2 separate regions of the Drosophila melanogaster genome follow, and region 2 is linked to region 1. Evidence: chromatin contacts called from public Hi-C data. All regions are on one chromosome and are shown on one strand. The core of a region is the stretch at or near the end of the contact, and the rest is flanking DNA. Distances in the headings are between cores, read along the strand shown. Region 1 holds the start of CG5674. Region 2 holds the start of RpS26 (Ribosomal protein S26).

Region 1 (4,578 bases), core at 1,624-4,123:
ATTTAGCTAGAGCTACTTCTAGAGATAGCCAGCTATCCTTATCCTTGTGGGTTTGTCATCAGGCATATCCCGATAGATTAAACCCCAAGGAGTGGGAGCTGTTTGTGAACAATTTCATGGGTAGTTCTGATGGCAGTATGGTGCTAAGTCAGCTTGGAAAACTGCCCGACTGCATGCCCAAGGAAGCGCAATTAAAGCTGGCTATGTTACTCCAATTGTTCCCAGATTTGCGAAGCAAGCTCCAGTTGGAGAAGGACTATATCTGGCGCGGATTCATTGAGGCTCAAGCGGATGATGTGCTACGTAAGTTGTAGAAATAATTTAGTTAATTTCATCTTATTCAGATTTATTTTCGAACTTACAGCTGCGTTGGGGTCCAGCTTCCAGCGTGTGCTTATTGCTCAGATTTTCCGACCCGACTTGATGCTTCACCAACTGCGAAAAGTGAGTAGCGATCTGCTGGGAATTTCCCCAGATGCCTCCACCCAACCTTCTGTGGAGCAGTTGCTGCAGCAGAGCAGCTGTGATCGCCCGATTTTGATGGTTAGTCATGCGGAAAATGATCCAACAACTGAATTGAGAAAGTGGGCCAATCAAAAGTATAGAGAAATGGCTATTGGAAAAGGTGTTGAGAAAAGAGTTCTCTCCGAAATGCGTCAGGCTGCCATAGATGGCCACTGGTTATGCGTTAAGAATGTCCATTTGGTGCCGGAATTTCTAACTCAAATGGAAAGGGAATTAAGTGAAATTCAAAAATCGAAAGACTTTCGATTGTGGCTATTGTGCGAATCAACCGAGGGATTTTCCGAAGCTGCCATTTATAAATGCCTTAAAGTACGTTATGAGCAGCCTAAGGGACTAAAGCAGATTGTGATGCGTTTGCTCCAGAACTTCGCTGCTGAACAGGATCAAAAGCTTAAAAACCAACCAAAGAGCCTCAAGATGAGACTGGTTTATTTTGTCCTAACAGCTGTGCTTCAACAAAGGCGACAGTTTATACCACAAGGTTGGTCAAAATACTATGAATTCGGTGAGGCAGATCTAAAAGCGGCTCTGGGTATCCTAAGAATGATGGATCAGCAACTTAATTCAGGAAAATGCGATTGGTTGCTGATGCAACGTCTCAGTGAAGCCCTCGCTTATGGCGGAAGAGTAAATAATCAGAGGGATCTGGAGATACTCACAACCTATCTGAACCAGTTTTGTTCAGCGGACGTCTTAAGCAATCGTTGGTCACCTCTTGGATTATCTCTATCCATACCAACTAGCGGTCAACTGCAGGACTACTACGCTGCATTGGAGAAACTTCCTGACACAGATGAGCCCAGTATGTATGGTTTGGCCAATCAGGCACAACAGCAACGCGAAATTGAACAGGCCAAAAGAGTGATAAAGGAACTCAGGGGATTGCATTACGGAAGAGGCTTGGCTAAGGATTCTGGAGGAGCAGGAGAGTCTAAGGGAAACGATCAGCTCACTGGTCGTCAGAAGCTGGAACAGCAAATTAAACCCCTACTGAATCTATGGAGAAAGTTGGCGGCTTCGTGTACCATAATCCAGACTATGAAGGAGGCAAAAACTGATGTGGGTGAATCTCCCTGGGCACTTTTTGTGCTGGCTGAACTGAAACTAGGGGCGGATCTCTACGGCATAGTTCACCAGACTTTGTCGCAGATGCATGCCTGGCTTAAGGAGTCGCAGGAGGTGGATGGCAGCACTCTGAGAACTCTGGCAGAACAGCAGGTAAGAAACTGGGGTACAGTAACGTAACTTGAAAATGCATAATAAACTGAAATTCATAGATTCCTGCCAGTTGGCTTAAACTATGGCCTGGACCTGGCAGCAACAGTGCCGTGGACTTTTTAAGAGCCCTAATCGTTCGAGCCCAGGCTGCCGAACTTCGATTCCGGGAGCAAATGCATCTGGATTTTGTAGAGGATATCAATTTCGTCCAGGTGTTTAACTGTGAGAACCTGTTGTCCTGTTTAAAGCTGCTGCAGTCTCGAAAACTGGCAGTTTCCACCGAACGCCTGGAGTTGCAAACTTGCGGCTCCTCAAACTTGGAAAGTGATTCTTCGGACATAATACTCAAGCTGGCGCCGCTAAAGGTGAGTAAGAATTAGTATCTTTAACCGATAATGTTTTGACATCAAGTTGTGAAATCAAATTCAGCAAGCCACTTACTCATGATTCAAGGGGTTATGTCTTCTATGTCTTCTTCTTTAGCGACTAAGAATATATTTCGAAGCCATAAAAGGAAATTTAACTAATCGCAGGATAATCAGCCAAGAAATTGCCATAACTATAATATTCGCGGTAGATGGCGCATTGGTTAAGTTGGGGATAACCATTAAATATCATAAGCCCTCGAGAAGCGTTACAGTAAATACAATAAACATTGAGAAATAATTTTGGGATACATTTTGCCAGGTTGCTATATCAGATACAATTGGATGCACACGTAGTAGTAGTAACAGTAACAATACTCTGTTACGGATTACCTGGATAGTAGATATGCATACATCCATAGTCCAAATTGATTCCCCCAATCCAAAATCCCAAAAGATACTTATTTATCTTTTGGGACGAAGACTGATGACATCTTCTCTCCCTCTTGCCCGTTTGCTTCTTGTCTTTGTTCCTCACCTTCCCCATTTTGGCCATAAAATGTGTCTCCATCGCCGTCTCCATTCTGGCCGTTTCCATAGCTTCCGTATCCGTAATCCTGCGCCTCCTGTTTTCGGTGCGCCGCCGCCGTTCAATGCATCGAAATTAAGCTTGAAATGTGCACTGGATGCCCGTTCTTTTCAGTTTTCTCACGCCGCTTTTTTTGTTTTCATTTGATTGACATTCCGGTACAAGAGGGGGAATTAGAGATGGCACCTTGTCCGATGCCTATCGATAAGCAGTTCTGAGCACAAACTTACATTTTACTTTCCCTTCTCGTTTGTATATCTACGTATTCGATGCCAATCGATAATCGGTTTGGAAGCTGACTATGGGGAGTGCATCCGCTATGCCCTGATGGGTGTACCTGCTAGAACTAACACTGTAAAAAAACAAATAACTATTTTTTTGTATATACATTTTAGGACTTGGAGAATAAACTTTGCAAATCATCTACCCGCTTTTCGCCTTTTTTTTTGTTTTTAGCAATTGTGAATATATGTAATGTGGAATATATCTAAGTATTTCATTAGTAACTAAACTTGGCACTATTCATTTTCCATTACAGATTGATGGCGCCCAGAGTGGAATGGGAAAATCGAACCCCTTCTACATCAAGTACAAAATAAAAGACGAAGTACAAAATGTCAGTCATACGACTACTAGTTCCTCAAAATACGGCAAAAATTCGCTATATTCCACGCAAAATGCTGAATCGAAGCCCAAACTCCCATTATATTCTCGGAGCAGTCGCGACAAATTGATTTGCCACCTAAATGTTGATATTGTGACCGGAACTGCGGAACAAATTCTCTTGGCCGGAACAGCGCTAATAGTCGAAGATTATTAAACACCACTCAATATTATTTTATACCAATATATTTCAAATATATATGTAGAGAAGCGAAGAATGTGTTGGACTGACACTTGAATAGCAATTCACCTTCGCAAATATTAAATAAAAACCAAACGAAACTCTTTTAACATTAGTTTCCTACCCTTGACACGCTGTCATTTGGGTCCCAACTAATTCTAAGTAAATATTTAAACAACTAACAATTAGGCAGCCAAAGGCAAACATAAAAATGGGCCATTAAACATTTAAGGCGAGGACTTAGACTCTGAAGAGCTAATTGATTTCCATATGTCTCAGTGTCTGTGTTTATTCGGGGATGCCCCTAAAAATTAATTTGCCACCGCCGAAGGGATTTTATTGCGTCCTGTGTCCCTCATAATCTGCTCATATTAAACTAATTGCCGTAAATTTCAACAACAAACTGCCATAAATGTCGGGCATACTTTTAGTTGCCAAGACATCCCCGACATCCCCCAGGCCCAAAACCATTTTACCGTCAAAAACTTGTCTTAACTTTAATTAAGTGGCATTATGTTCAATTAGGCAAAAGTTTCCAATATGCAAATTAACACAATTTGAGTGTAAAGTGCCTCCCGGTACCGAGAAGGGGGCGTGGCAGCCGGCTTCTGTGGCATATAAATTGCCCTCCGCACAAATCACAGTGCCTCGTATCGGTGGGCGTGGCAGTTTGTTAACACATTTTGCAAATTTAGCTATGCAGACTTCTCAGATTTTGTTGTACGCCTTTCCCAACTTGTTGTGCTGTCGGCTATTGAGAATAAATAATTTATTACGCTTCAAATGGAAATTTAGTTGCGGATTAAGGAATTAGGCAGCGCGATAAGGCTGAAAAGGTAATTGAGTAAGGATATAAAGTGAATGTGTATATCAAAAGATACATAAACTCCGCTCCGAACTTCAAATCCAATTAGCTACAAGGAAGAACAGTTTAAAGACCTCCTTCTTATGCATTTAGGCTACATAAAGATCAATTTCCAAAATATTCCCAAGCCGCAACCACATTAATGAGGCCCTTAAACTATTTCACCCGCCGC
Region 2 (4,449 bases), core at 1,127-3,626, 480 kb before region 1:
AGAAGGCGGAAAAGGAACAAGAAAAAGAAAAAGAGAAGCAAAGAAAGAGCAAAAAGGAAAAGGAGAAGGATAAAAAGCGTAAGAAGGAGGAAAAGAAGGCTGCCAAGAAGAAATCAAAGCACAGAAGAAAAAGTCAAGAGAGCTCGGATTCCAGTGGCAGCGAAGACAGCGATAAGTCCACCTCCGAATCATCCGACTCATCGAATTCTTCCAGCGATGAAAGTGACGCTGAGCCTCAGGCGAAGATCAAGCGCCAGGAGCATGTCGAAAAAAATAAGTTCCGAGGAAGGACCCAAGATAGTGATGAGTTTAATTTGGAAGGTCCTGGATCCAAAAATCGCTTTCAGCCGAATGGAAATGGCCAGAGGCGCAGAGATAACTCAACTGGCAGAGAACGAAACCGGGAGAATTCTTCGTACGACAGAGAAAGAAACAGGGGAAATTCTTCGTACGATAGAGAACGAAAGCGGGGGAATTCTTCATACGACAGAGAAAGAAACCGAGAGAGTTCATACGATAAAGAACGGAAGAACCGAAATGCAGTTGCCCACGATAGACAACGAAAACGGGATCGATCACGATCTTATGAAAGACCAACAATAAGAGAGAACTCCGCTCCTCGCGAAAAGCGGATGGAGAGTAGTCGCAGTGAAAAAGACAGTCGTCGTGGTGACCGTTCCTCCAGAAACGAGAGATCAGATCGTGGAGAGAGATCGGACCGCGGAGAAAGATCAGACCGTGGAGAGAGATCAGACCGTGGAGAGAGATCAGATCGTGGAGAGAGATCAGATCGTGGAGAGAGGTCAGATCGCGAAAAGGAACGCAGTCGTGCCAAGGAGCGGGAACGGGATAGGGATCGTGATCTGAAGGGACAACGGGAGCGTAAAAGAGAGCGTGACGATGGATCCCGTGATCGTTCGCGAAGGGAGCGCAGCTCACGCCGTTCCAAGGGACGCAGCTGAATCTGGAGACTGGACAACGTGACGTGACCAACAAAGGCAGATGAATATTTGTGTTAAATATTTTACTTTTACACATGTACAAAGCAAAACCCACTAAACCGATAAAACAAAAATAAATGTACAAATGCAAATTTCAACCAATTGTGTAACTTTTTGTACAACGGAGATACTTATAGATAGGCAGCTAATATCCATTAGATAACTTACAACTAACAATTGCTAAACATTTAAATGAAGGGTAAAAAAAAGTTTTCAAACTACATAAATTTAAAATTCTATTAAAATAAAAAAAAAAAATTGTGGGCGTGACAGCAATTTGCGGATTGTGGGGGTCAAAATGTGTGTACTGCCAATAGATTTTTGGCATTTGATGGAATTGGTAATTTATAAAATGAAAATTAATTAAAACCTCTTTCAAAACTGTTAGAATAACTGATTTGGGATGTTTGTGGGACATCTTCCAAAAAAATTTCCGTTTTTATAATAAGTATGCTTAATTTTAAACTTCTAGCTTGTAATAATTCTTGATTTCACTTCGTTCATACGAACAGACGGACGAACATTACCAGATTATATACTATATAAGGTCTTTAACACTTATAAATATTTATCATTTATAATAATGAATATATTATAATTCCATTTTTATTTTCACCGATACAAAAAATATTTATTTACTGACTTATTCGTTTTAAATTTTTTAAAAAAATCTAAAATTTGATGCTTAATTAAAAAAAATAACTTTAAAAAATTCAATTTAGGCTTTGCTTGCGCCTATTATTAATTTTTTTTCTTGTTGAAATTTTATACAAATTTTCTTAAAAAGCTGTAGTCTAAATTATACGTTTTTGAAGTTGTCTGGAATTTTTTGAACGGAAGATTATTTATTGTTATACCAAATTTAGTAATGTAATTTACAAGTAAATTTCTAAAACAAATTTAAAATCGTAAGATTGCTATAAAAATACGGGTAATTTCAGGAATATCGAAGGATATATTATATTTAGTACATTAAATTAAGCAATTTATAGTTATGTTATTCATCTCTTTTTTAAAGAAATGTCCCGCTAAAAACAATTTTACTTCGATGTGGAACCTGGCCACACCATGTTGCGTTGCCAACTTCTAATCAGATTAAAGCTGTATCTAGCTAATAAGATATGGATATATAGCTAAATGTGTAACCTTTATCGTTTTTACTAATATTCTTCAGGTGACATTTTTTAGTGTAAGCAGTTCGAATTTCCAATATATTAAAAGAGTCTGATAGATTAAAAAGGAAAGCAAAGAACTTGGAATACCAAACCAGTTTTAGCGGGTAAAAATGTCAGCCCTGGTTGCCAAACACGCTAGTCGCTCTGGCTAGGTATTTTTTAGGCCGTTTATCCGAGTTTCGCCGGGTGCGTCCACACTATTTTCTTTCTTTTCGTTTCCCGAAACGTGAACACACGCGGATTTCGCTGGGCGGATTTTGAAATTGATAAATAAGGTAATTATGGCAGCCATCCGCTGAGCAAAGGCAGTGCTAAATGCTAATGGCCGTGCAAACTGTTTCCCCCACTGACAAGCAGCCGCCAAGATGACCAAGAAGCGCCGTAACGGAGGACGCAACAAGCACAATCGCGGCCATGTGAAGCCCGTGCGCTGCACCAACTGCGCCCGCTGCGTGCCCAAGGACAAGGCAATCAAGAAGTTCGTCATCCGCAACATCGTGGAGGCTGCCGCCGTGCGCGACATCACGGAGGCCAGCATCTGGGACTCGTACGTGCTGCCCAAGCTCTATGCGAAGCTCCACTACTGCGTGTCCTGCGCAATCCACTCCAAGGTGGTGCGCAACCGTTCGCGCGAGGCCCGCCGCATCCGCACGCCGCCACTGCGTTCCTTCCCCAAGGACATGGCCCGCAACAACCAGAACAGGAAGTAGAGGTCTCGTCCAGCCGGAGGAGAGGAGCACTGGGTGCACCACCTGACATCTCCATATGGAGTCTACCAATCTAGCCGGACTCGCGCCCCAGTGCGTTCCGCTCTGGCGTCGAGGAATCGCCAAGATAAGCAGACGAAATATATGCATCCAGTTCTTTTTTAATTTCAAATAAACAGCGTGCTTCATTGGGAAACAGCTACTACCTACAAACAAGTAACTACATCCACTAATGTCACCGGGCCCTTCTAATGTGGAACCATCTTGGTTTCAAATCTACAGTGTATTTAGTGTGTTGTCCCTACCAATTTATTTGAGAAACAGTGATTGTAAGAAGACACCGGGTCAGTAGACCCTCCATCAAGCAGCTTTCCGTCTACATATAGAGTCCGGCTTTTTGGCGGGCTCTCCCAAACAACCGTGCTTTTGATAAGGAATGATCCGAAGGTAGATAAGGCTAGTATACTCCAATCACCTACACTTGCTAGCCCAATTAATCACTGGTAAATTAGTTTGGGAAGGTGATTTACTTGGCTGAATGGTCAGTGACATTAAATGTTGAGTAAAGCCCCTTTGGAAGAATATTTGTGAATTACAAACTTAGTTAACCATCTGCATTTGCAATGATGCATTCATAAAGATCTTATTGTACGTAAATATATTATCCAATTGGGTAAGAGCAGATTAATATTGCATGTGCATAGCGAAGAATAATTATTCCTTAGCACTGGTTCTTATTTTTCAAATGTTAAAAATGCTCGAGGACTTGATAAGTAAGTAAATAGTAAGTACAGTAATAAAATAAACAGTTAATACTGTTTTAGTTGTTCATATACCAAAGTTAATGGAGAAAACTGCTATTGGGTGAAAGTTTTCTTTCTAACTAAGAATATCTTTTATAAGGAAATCGTTGATATGCAAGCTATGTATTTGTATGAAACATGACCGTGTAATTCACAGAAGGTGTTCTGTCATTACTTAATAATGTGGTTTTTTAATACTTCAGTGGTAATAACTTATACCTACTCATACGTAGTAGACTTCCATCATCGACGATTCCATCTGTTTCCTGTTCGTGTTCCTGCGATTAAGTCGTGTGTGATATCTCATTTCCGGGCTCCATCTGCTTAAAATCCAGGAGTCAGGAGGCGGAGGAGTTGGGTAAACTACTTAAAACTTAACTTATAAATAACCATTTAATATGGACTAAGTAATTTTAAAGTTTCTGAACCAACAAAACGCCTTGTAAGTAAAATTTGTATGTAGAAAAGCAAAGCTACGATATTTCTCCGCAATGGCGCCACAGTGTCATGTCAAATGTATAAAATCCTATAAACATTTAGTTTACTATCTAGAAATGCACTAGTCATTCAGGACTAATTGTATATGAGCTTAAAAACGGCTTAGCTGCGGTTAAATATATTTACTTATTATTTATACTTGTTACCATATTATTTATACTTTGTTTTTAGGCTGCGGTTAAAGTATAACATTTTTAAGTATAGCAATGTTTGATGATTTGAAAATGATAATTTCGTCTGATCGAGCAAAGTTTTTTTTCCAGGC

Evidence for each region. A called contact is a pair of places that touch in the nucleus more often than the background predicts.
Region 2: a contact with region 1 is called in a Hi-C map of the Kc167 cell line, with 4 times the contacts expected there. A contact is called at or near these places in 8 of 107 Hi-C or Micro-C datasets (the D17-c3 cell line, the Kc167 cell line, the ML-DmBG3-c2 cell line and 3 more).

Annotation. Positions count from the first base shown.
Region 1 is chr2L:17,961,674-17,966,251 of dm6, reverse strand. It overlaps CG5674, which reads right to left and starts at 2,873. Exons shown (of 2, transcript NM_165233.3): 1 at 2,647-2,873. The coding sequence starts at 2,706. It overlaps btv (beethoven), which reads left to right. Exons shown (of 25, transcript NM_001042904.4): 22 at 1-303; 23 at 365-1,743; 24 at 1,803-2,108; 25 at 3,236-3,627. The coding sequence ends at 3,517.
Region 2 is chr2L:18,441,155-18,445,603 of dm6, reverse strand. It overlaps RpS26 (Ribosomal protein S26), which reads left to right and starts at 2,376. Exons shown (of 2, transcript NM_001299113.1): 1 at 2,376-2,451; 2 at 2,534-4,269. The coding sequence starts at 2,542. The coding sequence ends at 2,886. It overlaps ncm (nucampholin), which reads left to right. Exons shown (of 3, transcript NM_136033.3): 3 at 1-1,097. The coding sequence ends at 962.